Regions from separate parts of the Mus musculus genome. Here all the other regions are linked to region 2. Evidence: chromatin contacts called from public Micro-C and promoter capture Hi-C data. All regions are on one chromosome and are shown on one strand. The core of a region is the stretch at or near the end of the contact, and the rest is flanking DNA. Distances in the headings are between cores, read along the strand shown.

The links. Promoter capture Hi-C pulls out the DNA fragments that hold promoters and counts their contacts. Hi-C and Micro-C count contacts between places; a contact is called where the count stands out from the background.
Region 1: a contact with region 2 is called in a Micro-C map of embryonic stem cells, with 1.9 times the contacts expected there. The contact joins the promoter of Btnl9 here to the promoter of Flt4 in region 2. A contact is called at or near these places in 2 of 39 promoter capture datasets (embryonic stem cells and hippocampal neurons), 2 of 484 Hi-C or Micro-C datasets (embryonic stem cells and nephron progenitors) and 1 of 9 other capture datasets (embryonic stem cells).
Region 3: a promoter capture Hi-C map of embryonic stem cells shows a contact between it and region 2, with 6 read pairs. The contact joins the promoter of Rasgef1c here to the promoter of Flt4 in region 2. A contact is called at or near these places in 1 of 39 promoter capture datasets (embryonic stem cells), 1 of 115 datasets of contacts at active chromatin or transcription factors (embryonic stem cells) and 1 of 9 other capture datasets (embryonic stem cells).

Annotation. Positions count from the first base shown.
Region 1 is chr11:49,185,622-49,188,664 of GRCm38.p6, forward strand. It overlaps Btnl9 (butyrophilin-like 9), which reads right to left and starts at 1,468. Exons shown (of 10, transcript NM_172793.2): 1 at 1,367-1,468.
Region 2 is chr11:49,608,289-49,611,625 of GRCm38.p6, forward strand. It overlaps Flt4 (FMS-like tyrosine kinase 4), which reads left to right and starts at 1,391. Exons shown (of 30, transcript NM_008029.3): 1 at 1,391-1,539. The coding sequence starts at 1,482.
Region 3 is chr11:49,900,494-49,903,586 of GRCm38.p6, forward strand. Rasgef1c (RasGEF domain family, member 1C) reads left to right here and starts at 1,342. Exons shown (of 14, transcript NM_029004.1): 1 at 1,342-1,474.

The DNA of each region.
Region 1 (3,043 bases), core at 218-2,717, 420 kb before region 2:
AAACATAAATTAAATACTTACTTATTGAACACTCACATATTCCGTCAGTATTACTACTACTTTTACCAAAAAGCCCAAATTATAGGTAGGTAAGCTGAGGCATGTGGGACACCTTCACACACAGCTAGAGGTGGCAGAGGGAGATTTCTTCCTCAGCTGTTGTTTACAGCATCTGTTTTTCTCTCCCAGCCTCTCCCCAGCTGTGCTGTGTCAGGTCTGGCTTCTGATTTCATTTGCATCAATAACTACAAACCATCATGCTGTTATGAGGCACCCAGCCTCAAGCAGTGCCATACCCACCCGCACTAAAGAAGAAACTAGGTCACAAATGATGAATTTAAATTTTACTGCCAAAGAAAAAGAATGAAAGCTTAAACCAAAGTGTCCCCAAGACTTTGTCATCAGCCTTTTAGACAGGAGTCATGGGACTTCAGTATCTGTTCAATATTCAGGGGTATCTGCTGGATAGCCTGTAATTGGAAGCCTGGAAATTTCCTGAAGGGACAAGAAGAGAGTTTCCTAAAGTGACTTTGTGTGCCATTCACCACACTACTCCCCACCTCAAGGCTCCTCTCCACCTTCCCTTCAGTTAAAGGCTTTGATCCTTCCCACAGCTTCCCCCAAGGAGAAACACTTTCTAGTTTTCACCACGTGTGCCAAGGTTGCCACGGGCTCCAGAGTCTGATCCAGGTGGAGAAGTTTGGCTGGAGAAAGGAGAAAGCTAGACACGCTGAATTGGGGTGTGGTGGTGGTGGAAGATGGAGACCTCGGTGAAGAGGCCTCAGACCTAGCTAAGTTGTCCCGGTGATCCCTTGGGATGCTACTTTCTGAAGCTATGAAGGACACAGAGCTCGTGCACACTGTAGTACTGAAGCCCACCTCTCACGTCTGCTGTTCTGCACTGTTGTTTTGCAAACCACAATCGGTACATTTCATCTTGCAGTTTATCCCCATAAGTTCCAAAGGGCAAATGAGACCTGCGCACTTCCTAATCCTTTCCCACTCCAGTGCCCTCTACTGCCCACTAGCTTGCATCAGTGTGATTTTACTTGGTCTATAAGAGGATTTCCATCCTCATAAAGAGCTGAGTCACTTTAAGAAGGGAGGACCAAAAGAATGAACCCTTTTCATCTGCAGGGGAAAAGGATGCATCGGAACTTTGCCTCCTCAGAGGAGCCAGCCTGAATGGGCATCTCCCCTAAGACAACCAAAACATCCCACGCACCCCAGCAACCAAACCACCAGAACTGGGTGATGAGAGCATATGTGATTCCACCTATGCTGTGCTTCCCCTAGGGTGCTTTCTATCTTTTTCTGCTTTCTGTTTCTAGAAGGTTCATACAAGTGTTGCAAAGGAGCCACGTACCTTTCAGGTAACAGAAGAAGATCCAAGCGGTAGAGGGATGCTGGCAATCTCACCTCCCTCTAAAGGGGGTGATTGTGAAATGTTAGTCCCTGATGCTAAGCTGCTTTGGATGTGGGCTGGCAGCTGGGTTCAGGAAGAGGATGCAGCTCACTGGTGACAAAATTACTCGCCCACCTTTCACCTTAGGACATAAACTATTGGTTCTGCCCTTTGTTATAAAAACCAAGATAGATAGAACAAAACGAGGAAGTCTCCGTCATATCCCGTCCTCGTGGAAAAAAATCTCAAGCTAAGTTCCCATAGAAAATGACCCTCCAGTGTCTTAAAAAGAGGCCAAAGGTGCCTGGGAACTTCGTTAGAACAGGCTGCATCTGCAGGTGGCTAAGAAGAGAAAAAGAATGCCCAAGCTGGCCATCCAGGATTTCTGGATAGATCAAGCTGGATATCCAGGGAGGCTGGATGGTGGTCCAAGGCCAGCCCCTCTAGCTTCCCAGTAACACTGAGACAGACTGCAGTCTCCATTAGAAGTTGGGAAGTGCTTGTGCCCAGCTCTGACTTAACCCATCATATCCCTCTCTGCAGGGAAACACCCGGCGGAAACCTCCTGGGAACACTGTCACAAGCAGACTTAGAACAGCGTTCATATACAGCGCGGAAACAGTGGGGTATAAGCATTTCTGCAGTGAAGCTGCACTCTACATGAAGCTGAATGCGAACAGAAGAGAGGCTGCTAGAGGTGGCGAATCTACCCTTCTCTTGAGTTTGTTCTATAAAGTGTGTCCTTCCTCTTCAAGACTCTCCAGTCACTTAACCTTCACCCCTTGCTCTTGCTTTCCCACAGTCCTCTCTCTGCATTCTCCATGTGGAGATCCTCCTAATCTCTCCACGGAGCCGGAAGGCAAAGCTGTGTCACACGCTCCGCCCATGCGCATGGCATTCTATAGGTCTCTTTCCTACCAATCGGCACTCTTTCCAAGATCCTACTCAAAATTCCTGCCTCTGATGGGTGGACTTGACCTCTTCCCATGTGCACACTTCTTTCTTCCCAGTCTTCGTGCAGGGGGTCTCTGAGACCGCCATAGCCTGCAGAGTATGGTCCATAGGAGCCGAGAAGGTAGTTTGGTTCAACACAATTAAGCAGCCGATATTGGTTCAAACTTTGGGCGTTTTACCCCCAAGTGGTTTATTTTAGGCATATGAATGCCCTACACATAAATAAATGTGCCTGCAATGGAAATCTGTGTAAAGTGCATATGATGCCTTCCAAAAAGAAAATAGGCTCTATGGATTGAGAAAAACAAGCTTATGATAAGGGTCTGGGGGAGGGTCCTGTGGGGTCTCAGACTCACAGACAGTACAAAGGTCATTAGGCTATTGACCGTGTCTGCTGCCAGCCTTCTGGGCAGCTAACGGGTTATGACTTCCTTCTTTCGAAGGATCAATCCTGTGTTTAGCACTCCAGACTCCCCAGGTGCTTATCTGTGAGCACAAGGACCTCTGGGCCGCCTATATCTCCCTCGTTTTTACTTTTTAAAGAAAAATTATGGTTGTAATAGAGTCCAAGGTTGAATGCATTACCTTCATGGCTGGTATAACTAACTAACACAGGCAAGGATAAAATAATTATAATAATAGCTAACAGAGAATCAAGGAAAGGGCAAAGCCATCTTAACATGA
Region 2 (3,337 bases), core at 141-2,640:
AGCCTGGGGAGTCTTATGGAAGAGTCTGAAGATAGAAATGAGCAAGTCAGAGGGGTCAAGGACGCCACAAGAAGACCCATAGAGTCAAGGAACATGGAAGCGCATAGAGCCTGGGCCACCAACTAGGGAGCATGTAGGAGCTCCCCCTACACATCTGTAGCAAATGTGCGGCTTGGTCTTCATGTGGGTCCCCTAACAAGTAGAACAGGGTCTGTCTCAAGTCTCTGTTTCCTGCCGTTGGATTCCCCTTCACCCTACCTGGACTGCCTGGTTGGGCCTCAGTGGAAGAGAATGTGCCTAGTCCTGCTGGAACTAGATGTTCCAGGGTGGGTGGTAGCCAAGATGGGGGGCGGGGTGGAATCCCCCTTCTCTGAGAAGAAGGGGAGAAGACAATGGGAGGAGGGATTTGGAAGATGGGACTGGGAAGAGGGGAGGGGGACTGTTATAGGGATGCAAAGTGAATTAAAGATAAATATAAATAAATAGATAAATAAATAAGTAAATAAATATTCTTAGCCTCAGTGGCAGTTAGGGAAAAGCCAATTAACAACACCATAATGTGATTTCAGTACAAGCTAAAATGAAAAACTAGTTAGCGCTGTCTACAGATGTTAAAGACACGCATACCTAGGAGTTTCATTCCTGTTCTGTGGTTGAGAGAGTTGGCGACTATTTAAAAGGTCATCATCAACAACAGTCTGGCCTTGACTTTTGGCAAGGATGAGTCCGGGCTGGTAGGTGGGGATCGTGGGAACAGTGGGAACGCAGTACATAAGAGCAGAAAAAGGTTGAAATCGTCATTGTCATTTGGGATATATTTTGAAATAGGAAAATTCTAGCAAAGGAACCACAAAGAAAAAGGAAGTCTGTGCGAGAGCGTTTGCCAAAACAGAAAGTGAAGTGTCACCTGATAAAAAAGACTTAGAATGAGCTCAGAGCAAAAGTATTTGGTGGGGAAGCTAAAGCGAAAGCCTGTCTTTCACACTATAGAGAGATCTGGCTTCTGCAGGGCGCTTGCTAAGATTTAATGTACAGCCGTTTTAACGTTATATTCGTTGCCGCTCTGCTTATGGATGGAAGGGAAATGCAGAAAACGATACTATGCGGTTTTGTTCATTCTCCGGCGCCACAACGCGCACGGGGGACAGTGCAGTCACCTGCACTCCTCGCCCACCCGCAGTGGCCCTGGAGTTTGTGCTTGTTGATGGCTGCTTTGGAACTGGGAGCCTTTAACGTACGCAAAGTGGGCGCTCTCCCTACCCAGGCTGGATTCTCCTGGGGCAAGCTGGAAGGGACAGAGAGGGGCGAGGGGCGGGCTGAGGCTACGGTGACCCTCCTCCCCCGGAGCTCCGCCCCGGGCCGCCTCGGCTCCGCCCCCGGGCCGCTGACCGGTCCGCGCCCCGCCGGCGCCTCGGCGCGCGCTCTCACTCCCAGCCTAGAGCTGCGGCCGCGCAGGTCCCACCCGCGCCCAGGGGCCGGAGATGCAGCCGGGCGCTGCGCTGAACCTGCGCCTGTGGCTCTGCCTCGGACTCCTCCAAGGTGAGCGCCCGGGCCACAGCCCAACCTCCGCTCCCGCTTAACCACCCGGAGCCCGCTGCGCACCAGGGGCCTGTGGTGAGACCGCACCGACGGGGCGGGCGGAGGGACGGGGCAGTTTGGGAACCTAGGTATGAGGACGCCCGCTGGAACCAGGGAAGTCATGGGAGCCGGGGGCTAGGGACCGGGACCGCGGGGAGCAGGAAAGAATGGGTGAGGACTGCAGCCGGGTCACGAACAGGGTGGCGGAGCTATGACCAGGTCCCAGTCTTAAGTCTACGGTCCGGTCCGTAGTGAAATGCATCCTTACCCTGGATCCTTCGGGTTCTTACTCAGTCCCCAGGAAGTCCAGGGCTCACTGCCTCTGGGTCCCGATCCTCCAGCGTGAATCATTTCCCCATTGATCCACACCCGACCCCGCACTTGGGTGCGCACTTCCCGACGCCTTGCGTCTGCACTGAAGATCGGTAACCCGAGGTCCCCCAGAGGGCGCTCCGGACGGGCGTCTACCTTCTCCTGGGCTAGGACTGAGGACTTGGGACACTCCACCCCGCACCCCACTGTAGGAACCTTGCAAATGATCCTAGATTCAAGTTGAAACCTAAGCCGAATCTTGAGTCCCTAGTTCCAGACCGATCCACGTCGAGGTGAAGGGCCAGGGCGTCCAGGGATTTGAGGGGATCTCTGGATTAGAAAGGATAGAAGATTTGAATCATAAAGCAGAGGCTGCAAGGAGAGCCTTGGGAACAGGGAACGGAAGGTTCAAGTTTGTGTTGAGAGCTTGGCTCTGCGGTGCTGAAGAGTCTCTGGAAGCAGAGGAGCTGTGTGGAGGGGCCAGGAAGGAAGCACTGGGGATTAGGCGGGGGATGAGCCCGGCATCCGCTCAGGAGCCGCTGTCCCTGGAAACCCAAGGTGACTGGGTCATCACAGAGCCCCTGATGCTTGACGGAGACGTGCAGAAAGACCTCGGAGAGAGAAACCTGTATGTCTGTATGCCGTAGAAATTGACTTTGAATGTTTCATCTTTTATTCCCACAAGAGTATGAACCCTTTTTTACATAAGTGGGGAACGTGTAACCTCCCAATTCCTCAGGAGCCGGCAGGAAGGGAACTAATTAATGCAAGTTTTGATATTGGAGCCTCGCTCTCAGCTCGCACCCTGTAGCACCCTGTACGGTCAGACAGCGAAGCTGAGCGAGATGTGATTGAATCTGTGTAGACACTGAAGGATGACTGGCCCTTTGGCTGTTTCTTGCTCCACTGCCCCAACCCTGGATAACGCTTCTCGCCAGTGTTCAGGATATGTTTGTTAAGGGAGTGAATGTGTGGAAGAAGTAAACAGGGCTCTAGCTGGGCAAGATGGATGAGGAATGAGACTTCCCTGGGCCCAGGAGACCTCCCACATTCAGCCAAGAAAGGTATCTGAGGCTCCGGGAGGTTGCATTGGCTGGAATGTAAGCTGTACAAATTCTTTCCCCTCCCCATTGCTAGAATCCTGGGGTAAGCGGTCTGAAAGGAAGACAGGTACATTGCAGAGATGCAAGGAGCAGCAGGCAGAGGTCCGTAGAAATGAAGGAAGGTGGGAGTGCTCCCTGAAGTAGGCACCCATGACCACATGGGCTGTGAAGAGGAGAGGAGATAGTTTGATAGGGTGGCCTAGCATGGGTGGGGAATGTAGGGAGCAGGGCTGCCAATGTAAATAGAGACCAAGCCTCCCTGAGCCCTGTGCCTGGTCCCACTCACTCCTGGTGAAAACCGATCCAGGAGCTCCCAGCCTGGTGGGGGATGCTATGGCAGGAAC
Region 3 (3,093 bases), core at 92-2,591, 290 kb after region 2:
GAAAGGGTGCCTCAGCAAACCTCACAACTACTACCTACCCAACAGCCACCCCTGGGAAATTTCCCCCTCACCCCTCACCAACCCAGAATCTCCCACTCCTCTCAAGTTCTCCTGTCCTGTATCACTAAGCCCTGTGGCTTTTCCTTTCTTGTATCTGCACCATTCACTGACCCTGTCTAGGGTCTGTGCTTCTCAGCTCTCCTCTGCCTGCCCCCTCTACACTGGTTCATGCTGCTTGCTTCTCCCTCTTATGCCCTCTCAGTGACAACCTTGTGGGATGAACTTTTGTGGTCCAGACCACTGTGAATGGGAGATGCAATCCAGAAAACCAAGGCAGGGGGCTTCTTAGGAGCCAAGGTAGTTGGGGATGTACCATCTCCTCTTGCTGGGAATGCTTTGGGCAGAACTGGGGCTAATTTGTCCCTAGGGCCACAATCAAGAACACGACCTACCTCTTCCTAGTATTCAGGAGGTTACTCCAGCCCTGCTCCCTTCCACCTTGGCTCCCAGCACTCTCCCCACTGGAGAGTCAAAGACTATGATTTAACTACCCTAGGAATCAACATTGCTTCTCCCCCCCCCATGTTTTAATAACCAATAAACTCCGCTTGAGTGAATTGAGTTGGGTTCCTGCCACAATTCATCAGGAGGTTCTGCCAAAGCAGAAGACAGATGTCCTGACCTCTGCAGTGAGACACGCCTGGATGGAGCCAGGGCAGAAGGTCACCAGGTCCTGTGTTGGCTCCTTCTTTTCACTTAAAATTATGACCGCCCTGCTTTATCTTTCTAGCATCGCAGTGCCTCCAGAGCCATGAAACGCAGCTATGTCCCTCACTATAGGGAGGAGGGTGTGTGCAGTCTTCGCCATTCTTTTGACACTTAGCCTGTGCCAATAGGACTCCAGGACACAGACCACCCAAAGTTCAGTGGCCGTTGTAGGAGAGGCCAGGACTCAGCCTTGAAGCAAGTGTGACCTGGGTTTCGGGATTCCAGAGGCTGGTCCAGAGAAGAGGTATGGCCTGATGGCAGTTTAAGTGCTGGGGGCTCGGGGACCAGGCTTGGGAGAGCACCACAGGAGCAGTTTTAGCACGCGGGACTTCCCTCAAGCGAGGGGAAACGAATCACATTGAGGGTCCCGAGCGCATTCCTGGACATTGGGTCTTGATCCCGGGAGCTGGGAGCAGAGGAGAGGCTTGGACAAGGCGACGGCATGCGGAGTGGACAGGGAGGGCAGCGGGCAGCGTTGCGTTGCGCTGCGCGGACTCGGGCGGCTCCACCCGCGCTTCCCTGTGCGGCCGCGAGGGGGCTCCGCGCTGCTCAGGCCGGGCCAGGCGCACGGGCGGGCTGCGTGCGGGATCGCGGCGGGCTGCGAGCGGGCGAGCAGGCAGCGCCCGGTCCACGGTGCAGCGGCTGCAGCGGGCGCGGCGGGCGCTGCCGATGGGCCGGGCCCGGGCTGCCGGAGCGCCGGGAGCCGGTGAGTAACGCGCGGTCAGGAGACACACCTGCGCTGCGGACAAGGGCGTGCGGGGCGCGGCGAGGTCCGCCCGTGGGGCGCGGCAGCGACGTGGGCGGGGACGGCGGATCGGGCCGCGGGCGGGCACGCGCGGGGCTGACCCGGGGCAAGGTGCGCGCGGGTGACAGTGCGCGTGGCCGGAGCCGCGGCGCGCGTGGCGGAGAGGTGGATGACACTGGGCCGAATGGCGCGGGAGCCCCAATCCGCCCATACACACACACCTCCCTAAGGCGCAGGGCGAGCGCAGGGTCCCGGAGTGGAGGTACCATGCAGTGGCTGGAGGCCAGGGGACTCAGCAAAGGGCACGCCCCCAGCCGCTGGAAGGAGACCACCTCCCTATACCAGCTAGTGGCAGAAAAAAGCCATCCTGGGCCCAGAGTCCCCTCCCACATGAGTCTCAGTTTCCCTGGCTCTGAAACGGGCACAGCGAAGTTGACCTGCGATCTGTATGGGAAGGGTGACACGAACCTTGGCCTTTTGGAAACCAGAGGACCAGTGTGCCCATGAGGATCTGTAGGGTCATGGCATCTGCTGGGACTCCATGTGTGTCCCTCAGGCAGTGGCAGGAAGCAGGCTCAAGGATGAAGACAGAGAAGCCCTGGAGAGAAGTGGGTGCTCTGAACGCCGCTGTCTGCCCAGCAGCTTAGATGGTAAGGTGGTGGGGTCCCTTGCACTCCAACTGACCCCCTCCTGTGGCTGTAGGGCAGGTAAGAGAGGCCAAGAAGGGTCCTGGGAAGACCCACCTGATGCGCAGGGCTGTTTCCACTTCACAGTCAAGTAAACAGACTCAGAGGGATGAGAGGACTTGCTCCCAAGAAGTGACAAAGGTGAGGTTCCAGCTCCTACCCCAGTACTTCAGCCACTTTGTCAGGTGCCGTAAGAATGCTGTGTTCACTGAAAACCTACTGTGTGCAGCCAGCTTCCTATCCTGAACACTGTTCCCACACTGGTGTGAGGGCAAGGGAAAATCTGAAGTCGTTTTAGAAGATCATCTCTATGAGGACAATAAAATGGGGTAATGGGCTGGAGAGACGCAGGTATTGGGACAGAGCCTGGGCCTGGCCAGAGAAGGTACCTGTCCCTGGCTAGAGACCTCTGTGCTGTAAGTCAAAGTTGGAGCCTGGAGCCGGTGGAAAAGGGTTGAACAGGTGCAACATACGGACGATGCGTGGTAAGGGCTTTGAACCGGATACGTCAGCAGAACTTAGGCTTGGATGTTCGTCTGGGCGCAGTAGTCCTCGGAGGTTTGGAGTTTGACTTGTAGAAGGAAAGGTTTAATGGCAGTTGAAGAGCTGTGCAGGAGGCAGAGATGAAGCAGGGTTAGAGTGGCCAGGCAAAGAGAACGCAGACAGGCCTAAGAGATCAGAGGTGTGGAGATATTTGAGAGGGCTGTGCCCATCCACCCCTGGCGGCATAGCCACGTAAAGGCCTTCATCCTGACAAAACCAGAGCCACAAAGAGGCTTATAGCAAGTTGAGGGGCTCAGGTGGAAAGGGAGCCTGGTTTTAATTCAAGTGCTTTCCCACTCTGGTCCAGCAGGGAGCGCGTGAGTGCGGGCTGGGTTGCAGAAGTCCAGTCTG